Regions from separate parts of the Zea mays genome. Here region 1 is linked to region 2. A link is a contact called in public Hi-C data. All regions are on one chromosome and are shown on one strand. The core of a region is the stretch at or near the end of the contact, and the rest is flanking DNA. Distances in the headings are between cores, read along the strand shown. Region 1 holds the start of LOC100193070 (Aldolase-type TIM barrel family protein-like). Region 2 holds the start of LOC103647852.

The links. A called contact is a pair of places that touch in the nucleus more often than the background predicts.
Region 1: a Hi-C map of leaf shows a contact between it and region 2, with 9 times the contacts expected there. The contact joins the promoter of LOC100193070 here to the promoter of LOC103647852 in region 2. A contact is called at or near these places in 7 of 25 Hi-C or Micro-C datasets (ear, leaf, root tip and 2 more).

What each region holds. Positions count from the first base shown.
Region 1 is chr2:218,269,240-218,273,870 of Zm-B73-REFERENCE-NAM-5.0, forward strand. LOC100193070 (Aldolase-type TIM barrel family protein-like) reads left to right here and starts at 2,310. Exons shown (of 12, transcript NM_001308364.1): 1 at 2,310-2,512.
Region 2 is chr2:218,065,339-218,069,909 of Zm-B73-REFERENCE-NAM-5.0, forward strand. It overlaps LOC103647852, which reads left to right and starts at 2,399. Exons shown (of 10, transcript XM_008672355.4): 1 at 2,399-3,004; 2 at 3,103-3,282; 3 at 3,375-3,477; 4 at 3,569-3,599; 5 at 4,069-4,117; 6 at 4,417-4,569. The coding sequence starts at 2,946. LOC103649305 reads right to left here and starts at 2,141. Exons shown (of 24, transcript XM_035965510.1): 1 at 1,379-2,141; 2 at 615-690; 3 at 344-419.

The DNA.
Region 1 (4,631 bases), core at 1,060-3,559, 200 kb after region 2:
AACAGAATAACAGATACAGAGAGTGAGAGACTAGATATTTATTCGGGTGTAGTGACGGATAAGGACATTATTTGGTCAAATACATACGGATACTGAATAATTGTCAGATAATGTATGAATTATTTATCTCTACTATACTTAAAGTATCAGTTTCAACGGTCATCCTACATCATTTTTTTAAAAAAAATCTCTACATTTCTTCCAAATCAACTCAGTGTAAAATATTAAAAAACGGTGCAGCGGGTGGGATATGATAAAAGGCGGTGCAGGAGATGGGGTTTGAATCAACACCATGATGAAAGAAGGGTGTAGGACACAGGGTGAAACTATCTAACCAGTAGAACATCATACTAAAGTGTTTATAATATTAAACATACATTATATATATATATGACTTTTTTATAAAATAAAAAAATAATCATGTCGGTTGAGGCTATGGCCCAAGCACCGCATGGTGCTCGTGCCGGGTTGGTCCAGACACTATTAAATGGGTCGTATCTCAGACCGGCTCGCCAGACATGACTCATTTGGCCATCTATACATCCGCACGATAATGATGGTCCTCGCTTCAGTTGCCACCACCTCGTTCGCCATTCTACTTTTCTCTCTCCCCTCATACCTCCACCTCCGCGCCACCTCATTCTCGGCAAAGGGCGTAGGAGCAGACGCCTCCTCCCCGTATTCGTCCGACACCGACTCGCACAGTAGCTATTGCACGTCCACGAGGACGTTTCACATCATGCACGCACCATCGTTTTCGCCATCGTCGGACGTCCCGTTCGTCTTCCCGTCCTTCGCCCAGTTCTTACTCCCCAACCTGCTGCCCTCGCCCACGGCCGCAGCCATGAGTCGACCGCCGCTCGTCGACACGGGTACGAGGCGAGTCGGTCATGCTCCTGGCCTTTCTCTGTGCGTGTCATCGAGGAGGACATGGTGGCGCCTGCCACGCTTAGGTTATCTTAGCGATGAGGAGTCTAGGTCTGAGATATTGGACAACTAAGGCCCGTAGCGTGGCAGTAGTCGGCATATTCTACGGAGTTGACGGATCCAGGGCTGGGAAAACACTCGCATTCTCTCGCCCTTCTCGGACTGACGCCTGGTGCAGGTGCCTCTTGGTTTGAAGCTGATCCGGCTGGGCTTCTTTCTCCGTTTGCGTGCTCTCTCTCTATATCTAGCGGTATACTATCTATATCGCCTCCAGATGCCCAGGTCTTCGTCGTGTCCTTCTCCGGCAACGAACAGATATGCCCGCCTCTTCCCTTTCCCTCCTGCTCTACGAAACCTTGGAAGTGGGGAAAGCGAGGGATGAGGGTCTCTGATTTGCTGCCCATGATACCCGTGCGTTCATAAAAATATTATGCGAAGAGTGGAGACAACCAATAAAAAATCTTGAGATTTTTTGTGGATAATTTATATGGTATTGTTTTGACCCGTCGCAACGCACGGGTAACCGACTAGTTATTCACTATAATTCAGTTCACACATAAGAAAGTTACACCGCGAGCATTGCATAATAGTGCTAGGAATACGGGTCGAGCTTTTTGGACCAGCACGAGCACGACCCAAAAACATGAGCCCAAAACACGGTTCGGTACGAAATAATATGAACCAGGCTAGTACGGTCTGAAGGTGGGCCTAGGTCGGGCCACAAATTCTAACCCGTCGAGCCCCCGACACGACCCACACACATGGACCGAGCTTGGATCAGCATGGCCCAATAAAGCTCATATTGTTTAATTTCTTTAATTTAGTAAAATATATAATTTATATTGTTGTAATATTTATACTTTATATTATATGGTCAAATGATGTTATCATTGTTTAATATCTTTAATTTAGTAAACTATGGACCTTGTTTGGTTGCAATATTTGGATTTTATATGGTTTAAATGTATGGGCTAGGCTTAGCGGGTACGACGTGCTTTAGAATCGGACTAGAGCGTTGTTTCTACCCTGGCTGATACGGTATGAACAAAAGTTTTTTTTTTTGACATTCTTGGCCCGAGGCCGTTTAACCGAAGCACGATAGGCTCGAAACCAGCCCAATTCCCAACACTATCGATGACAATATAGCATATGTTGAGATCATACAATAGTCAAAGTCCAATCCAATTATGCTTACTCTCGCGACTTCGGTGTTCGAGGAAATTCATCTGCCCAACCCCAGCAACATGATTTAGAGTTAAAAAAATCAGAGTACCTGGACACAACAAAACCAGGCTCGGTACCTAAAAAATGAGGACTTTGGATGAACAAGCGGGAGATTTATTATTTTAATGGCATGTTAAGGAAAAGGTAAGAGTGGTAGGTGAAGCATTGCTGTCAATTTGACTCTAGGTGCAAATATCAGGCTGCGGCCGGCACTGGCTTTGTCCTCTACCTTAGTTTCTGACATCATCACATCGCACCGAGGGCGAGGAGGCAAAGGAATAACCTGTGAAGCTGCTGCCATCCACTCATCTTTCTGCCTTGATTGCAGTCATTCCTCCCCCAAGTCCATAGAGTGATAGAGGTATGGAGGCTGCGGCTCACTGTTCATTCTTCATTTCACTCATGCATGAGTTTCCTCTCGGTTTTGGGTTCCAATCATGTAGCAAAAGCCTATTTGCATCTTCTTGATTTCCGCCGAACCCTAGGTAGATGATTATGTTAGATGCTGCTACAAATCTTGAATGCTGCCCAACTGCAAGCAATAAAAGGTATCGCCATACTAGAGGGCCGGTCAATTTTGTACAGTCCGCGCCTATATCCGGCGTTCACCCAGATATGGCAGTTGTCTTGAATTCAGTGGGGCACTCGTTCGGTTGTTTTTCTTCAGAAAAATATCTTTCAGTTGTGTTGACCTTCTAATAAGCGTCACTTCACTTCAGACCTGACTACTTGTTACGACGAGCGCTCAAGTAGGACAATCTCGACTTCCCTGTGCTTTCTAGTGCTGCAGATGCTCATGTATTCTAACTATCTCAGTTTATTTAACCTTTGCAGCAGAAGATAGCAGTATGTTTGGTCCTAACTTAGATATGTATATATATATCTGAAAGCTTAAGTATTTTTTGAAGAGAAGGTGTCTAGAAGCCTCAGTAACAACATGGGTTTCAGCTATAGCAGTCTTCTCGCCTTTAAGACAGAGAAGAGATTAATTCAGAGTTCAGAAAGAATAAGTGCTGTGGGTGCGTCTTATCATTTATGTGGGGTACATCTCTGTTGAAAATTGGAATATTCTCTTACAAAGTCTGTATGATCGTGACATAGGAGTTGTATACATAAATACACCAAAGGGCATCATGCATTTACATGTATTTAGCATGCCAGCGCACTTCTGAAGAATGAAGTGTGATAGCTGAACAGATTCAGTTCTGTTTCAGTCGTGATGAGTAGGACCGAGACTAAATCTGAACAGTGATTTCAGAATCATTTTAGATTTCTCGTTTCACCTTCATTGCTCACTGCTGATTACAGACCAAGAGTAGAAATCCACTTTGCTGCCTTTTATTGTTTGTGCATTGTTGTGTCTGCTCTAGCCAGAGTCGCTACAAAGGTATGATCTGCAGTAGTTAATTTGCAGTACATAACTACTACACCTAAAACTGCAAGTTGGAACCCAATGTCTTCACTGAGAAGTGAAAACATATGTAGTTCAATTAGACAGTATGTCCTTTTCCATCTGATGGTTGAAATTTTCAGTTGCAATACTACAATCTGCTGGCTTCATCGAAACTAATTCACAAATTTTGAGTTCACTTCAATATGTAGATGCTAGTTTTGTCACATGGTATTTATTGCTATATTCCGTGTACATCTGGTAGCTTGGTTTTATCTTGCATTTGCATTTCTAGGAGGGCTCAATTGTTTTGGTTAAATGAACATGTCCTACTCTCTCAGTCCCAAAATATCTGATGTTATAGGATTCAAATTTTGTCCATAAATAGTTATCATTCTTGCTTTCCAATGCATCTTTCTCTTCTTTTGATATACCGTTTTCTTTTACCAACATATCTCTATCTCTATTTCTTTCCATCTCTCTCCTCGGTTTTTGTGAACCACACCTTTTTACTTCGTCTAAATTCTCGTGTTCAAACTTAAAACGATAACTATTTTGGAATGGAGGGAGCAGTGTTTCTTAAGGGATTGTTTGGGAGAAAGGTTATTGGAGGGGATTGAAGGGGTTGAAATCTCCTTGCTATTCAAATTTGAATAGCAAGGGATTTCGCCCCTCCAATACCCTTGCTCCCAAACATGCTCTAAAAGGGTTGTGAGGGGGCATGGTTGGCAAAGACGAGGCAGCAGTAATTTTCTTTAATCTAGGGCTGTGGATGGATACCAAAAATTGTAGTTTGTCCACACATGTTTGGTTATCTTAAATCTTCTTCTGATACCCAGTATGTAGATATTCCTGCTTATCTATTGGGAACTCTTAGAGAAAACATATACTGTACAACTTCAGGTCAATCTACTTTGCTTAACTCTAGCATCTACTAGTTTTGGACTAGTTTGAACAGTTGAGGAACAATGTGAAGTGGTAATTTTCTATTCCAAAATTGAGGAACAATCTAGAGTGGTAATCTTCCATTCCAAATAGAAGGCAAGAAGTAAAATGACTATATTACTCTAGTTGTTATTTTTGAAGCATT
Region 2 (4,571 bases), core at 1,149-3,648:
CACAGTAAGGTAGTATACTCTTTCCATGTACATATAAAAAACAATAGGTATCATAATATTTAGTGATGTGCAAATCAAATTAACATGGGGAAATCAAAGAATTAGCAAAGCCTCAGTTAGGGAAACATGCAGACAACACATGAGTTGATCAAATCATGTCACCCAATATGCAGACAACACATGAGTATCATACTATTTAGTTGGACCCTCAGAATGTTGATGCTCTAATTAATATAATTTTATAGACCTATAGCAACTAAAAACATGTCACCCAATAATATACCCACAAAGAAAGCAAATTACTTGATGCAAAATGTATAGGTCCAACATGGGAGAAATGTACCTGGGAGAATTGACAATGACTGGAATAATGTGAGCTACACAACAGCAGGAGGTATGATATCCCTTATTGCAACAATCTGCACCGAAAAATGAACTCACTTCAGAAACATCATTCTCACATATTATAGCCTTCAACTGAAATAATTGTGTTTTGGCAAAAAATCAGTGCCTAACCATATCAGTGCCTGAACAATTCATACCATTAAATCAATACGTTATGAAAGCAAATTACTTGATGCAAAATGTATAGGTCCAACATGGGAGAAATGTACCTGAGAGAATTGACAATGACTGGAATAATGTGAGCTACACAACAGCAGGAGGTATGATATCCCTTATTGCAACAATCTGCACCGAAAAATGAACTCACTTCAGAAACATCATTCTCACATATTATAGCCTTCAACTGAAATAATTGTGTTTTGGCAAAAAATCAGTGCCTAACCATATCAGTGCCTGAACAATTCATACCATTAAATCAATACGCTATGAAATCCACATAAAAATCAGTGCCTAACCATATCAGTGCCTAACCATATTGTAACTAACCAGTTTTCTGTACATATCAGTGCCTAACCATATGTTGTGGCACAGGACATAAAGATCCAATGAGTTCTCTATTTAAACTGAAACTCATGATCTCACCAGTTTGCCGAAAACATGACAAACTACTACCAAACTGAAACTCATGATTTCACAACCTACTACCAAACTACTTGTACTCAGCTAGCAATTGCACACTTAAGCCGAAGCACAAGAACAGCTGCTGGTACTGCAAAGCCTTCAACTGAAATCATTGTGTTTTGGCAAAAAACCAGTGCCTAACCATATCAGTGCCTGAACAATTCATACCATTAAATCAAAACGCTATGAAATCCACATAAAAATCAGTGCCTAACCATATCAGTGCCTAACAATATTGTAACTAACAAGTTTTCTGTACATATCAGTCACTAACCAAATTACTGCCTGCAAAATGAAACTACGAGACAACATGGGAGGAAATTACTGCCTGCAAAATGCTGTTGAAGTATACCTTGGAACGCCGGCGGTGAGCAGAAAATTGCGGGCGGCACACCGGAGGTTGGGAGCGGGGCTCCTTCTTCGTCGCCGGCAGCGGCACAGTGGCGCGACACTTGGAGAGAGCACCGATGACAGTTGTGGACGCGGACTGCGGCTAATTTGGAGAAAGGAAGGGGCAGGTGTGGTGTACGTAAGTAGGGAGAGAGGAGGGGGAGCAATTGGGGGAAGGCAGCCGCGAATCTTTGACTGTAGGGGCGCGGCTGCCATGGATGGAAGGCCCGATTTGCGCAGCTCGATTTGCGCAGCTCGATTTGCGCAAAACTAAGAGGCTCGAGGAGATGGCGGACGATTGCGGCTGGTGGGCGCGGACCTGGCGGGCGCCGGCTGCAGCAGAGAGAGGAGAGCCAAGAGCGGAGAGCGGGGGCGGGGAATGGCGGCAACGGACCACACGCGGACCTTTCCTTGTAGCAGACCACGCGGGGAATGCGATGGCGGCGCGTCGGGGGCGCAGAGAACGGGGCGGGTCCTCCACACGACGCTAATTCCTTTCTTGGAGCAGCCGACAGCCGGGGCGCTTCCATAAGGATCGCGGGGATGGCGACCTTCCATGCGCGACAGCCGGGACGTCGGGGGCGCTGCGGGCGGGGATGGCGCTGCTGGCGGGGTTGGAGAGAGCGGGGGCGTCGGGGGCGCAGAGAGCGGGGTCGGAGACAGCCGGGCGCAGAGAGCGGGGGCGCGAGAGAGAGAGCGGGCGTCTGTAGGCAGACCCGTGCACCAAAGTAGGTGTGTACGTCTACACTATTGTCTTATAGAGTAGTAGAGATTAAGCACGACTAGGTTAGTCTAAGCTATATTTGGAATGGACAGGGGAAGGGTGTATCCCAAATATCCAATAATCATTCGCATGATGAATCTCGTGTTAGATGCCTTGTTTATAAACATGCATTCCAAAAAAGAAAAAAAAAACAAAGACAATAAAGAGGTGCGGATGTCTTACATGAGCAGCTCCTCTTGATCTTGATGCCGTTGCCTTGTTGTATTGTAACCTCAGAGAGAACCAAAAGTAGGAGTAGCTGCTCTTCAGCAACAGCCACTTTCTTTTGTCCGTATTCCAAGTGTCGAGCTTATCTGATAATCACACACGTACTTTAACCAAACCTGCAAAGTGAAGCCAGTAATCCCTCTCATATACCACCAAAAATTTCCCATTGTTTTAGCTTTCTCCATTTCTCTGCAGCAGCCTACCAGAGTAGTGAGGACTGAGGAGCGAGCAGAGTCCACCACCACTACCAAACACGCAGCGCAGTGGTGCTCTCTAGTCCTCTCTTCTTCCACTCCGCTCTTCCCCCGTCGCACGCACGCGTGGTCATCGGATTCGGCCGCGTGCCGGCGAGATCCGGGCCGTCGCAGCACGGTCCGGCAGACGCCGCAATCCGCGATCCTGTCGCCGCGGGAGCTGCATTGGCGCCCCACGCGGCCGTTCCGGCGTTTCTTGGGAGGTTGCGGCGGGGGGAGGAGCTCGTGTCCGGGATCCGCCAGATCCGAGAACGTCGGCGGTAGTAGCAGTGGCGGGGGTCGCCATGGAGGCCCACGCGCCGCTCGACTTCGCGCTCTTCCAGCTCTCCCCTCGGCGTCAGCGGTGAGAAAGCGAGAGGCTAGCAAGCAAAACTCCACCCATTTGATGCGTTCGTGTGGTTCTTGCGCGCTAAATGCGGCCCCTTCGGGGTCTCTGCGCAGGTGCGAGCTGGTGGTGTGCGGCAATGGGCGGACGGAGAAGATCGCGTCAGGGTCGGTGAAGCCGTTCGTGGCGCACCTGCGGGCTGTGGAGGAACAGGCGTCGGCTCAGCCACCGCCGCCGGCCATCCGGCTGCAGCTGGACCGGCCCGCCCCGTGGTTTAGTAAGGGCACCCTTGAGAGGTCTGCTGATTGTGGCTTATCCGTCGGTTCATGGGTTGGCGGTGCCGGAAAGATTGGATTCTGATGGATGTTTTGTTGGCCTGTGCCTCCAGGTTCGTGCGCTTCGTGAGCACGCCAGAGGTGCTGGAGTTGACGAGCACCTATGATTTAGAGATGTCGCAGCTGGAAGGGGCTAGGAAGATATATGCGCAGGGAGTAAGTGCCAAGCAATTGTTTCAGATGCTGGGTGTTTTTCGTCTTCTGTTTCTTCGTGTAGCTATTGCCTAAATTTCTGTACCTTATTCAGGGTACTGGAGACGCTACCTCAGGTGGAACTGGTATGTAGGATGATTATGTTCAGTGTTTGGATTGGCATTCCATCATCAATTGGGGTTTCGATATTGCTAGCTTATTCCATCTATGTTCATACCTGATAACGTTTCTCTGCGCCTTTTTATTTTGGAAATTTTAGTCCATGTTAACTCGAGTGACATTGAAATATCAAATATCTAATTGATGGTAAAAGTCAGAAGCAAAGAAGGAAAATATAGATGGGAACACAACTGGGATAATTGATCCCCATGGAATTTTAGGAGCTCTTGACTATGAAACGATGCATTGGATAGCACCAAATTTGCATTGGAAGCAATCTATGTCTAATTCAGGAAAGACATAAATACTGTAATTAATTGCTAACTGTTTGTGGGGTTAACGAATATTGTTATAATGTTGCATTGCTAGTGTGGTCTTTCATATCTGCTGTGTCTGAATCTAATTTATGTAATATCTGGCCATGCTTATTGGCAGCTGAAAATGTTACAGGCTCAGCAGCGGCGGTGGCAGCAGATATTACAAAGTAAGCCTCTCTGTCATGTCTGTTCTTATTCATTTGTTTCTTCTTTTCCGTATAACTCGATTTATCTGAGTCCAGCATGATCTATCAAATCAGTTTGTTGTTACTCCCTCCGTTTTTTTATTTGTTGCGTTCTAGTTCAAAAATGAACTAGCCGGCGGCAAATATTCCAGAACGGAGGTAGTACATCGTAAGACATGTTGTGTGCCGTTCTTGTTAGGTCTGCTGCCCTTTTATGGCTGTTGCATTCTTTTGTTTTGTAATTTAATAGTTGCCAATTTACTAGTTCAATTCTTGTGCAGGAAAGAACTTCTTAGGGCAATCGATGTGCGTCTAAGCACCCTTAAACAAGATCTGGCTGCAGCTTGTTCTCGAGCATCCTCTGCTGGGTTCAATCCGAACAGTGTATCTGAGCTTCTTCTTTTCGCTAACCATTTTGGTGCCAGTCGGCTGAGGT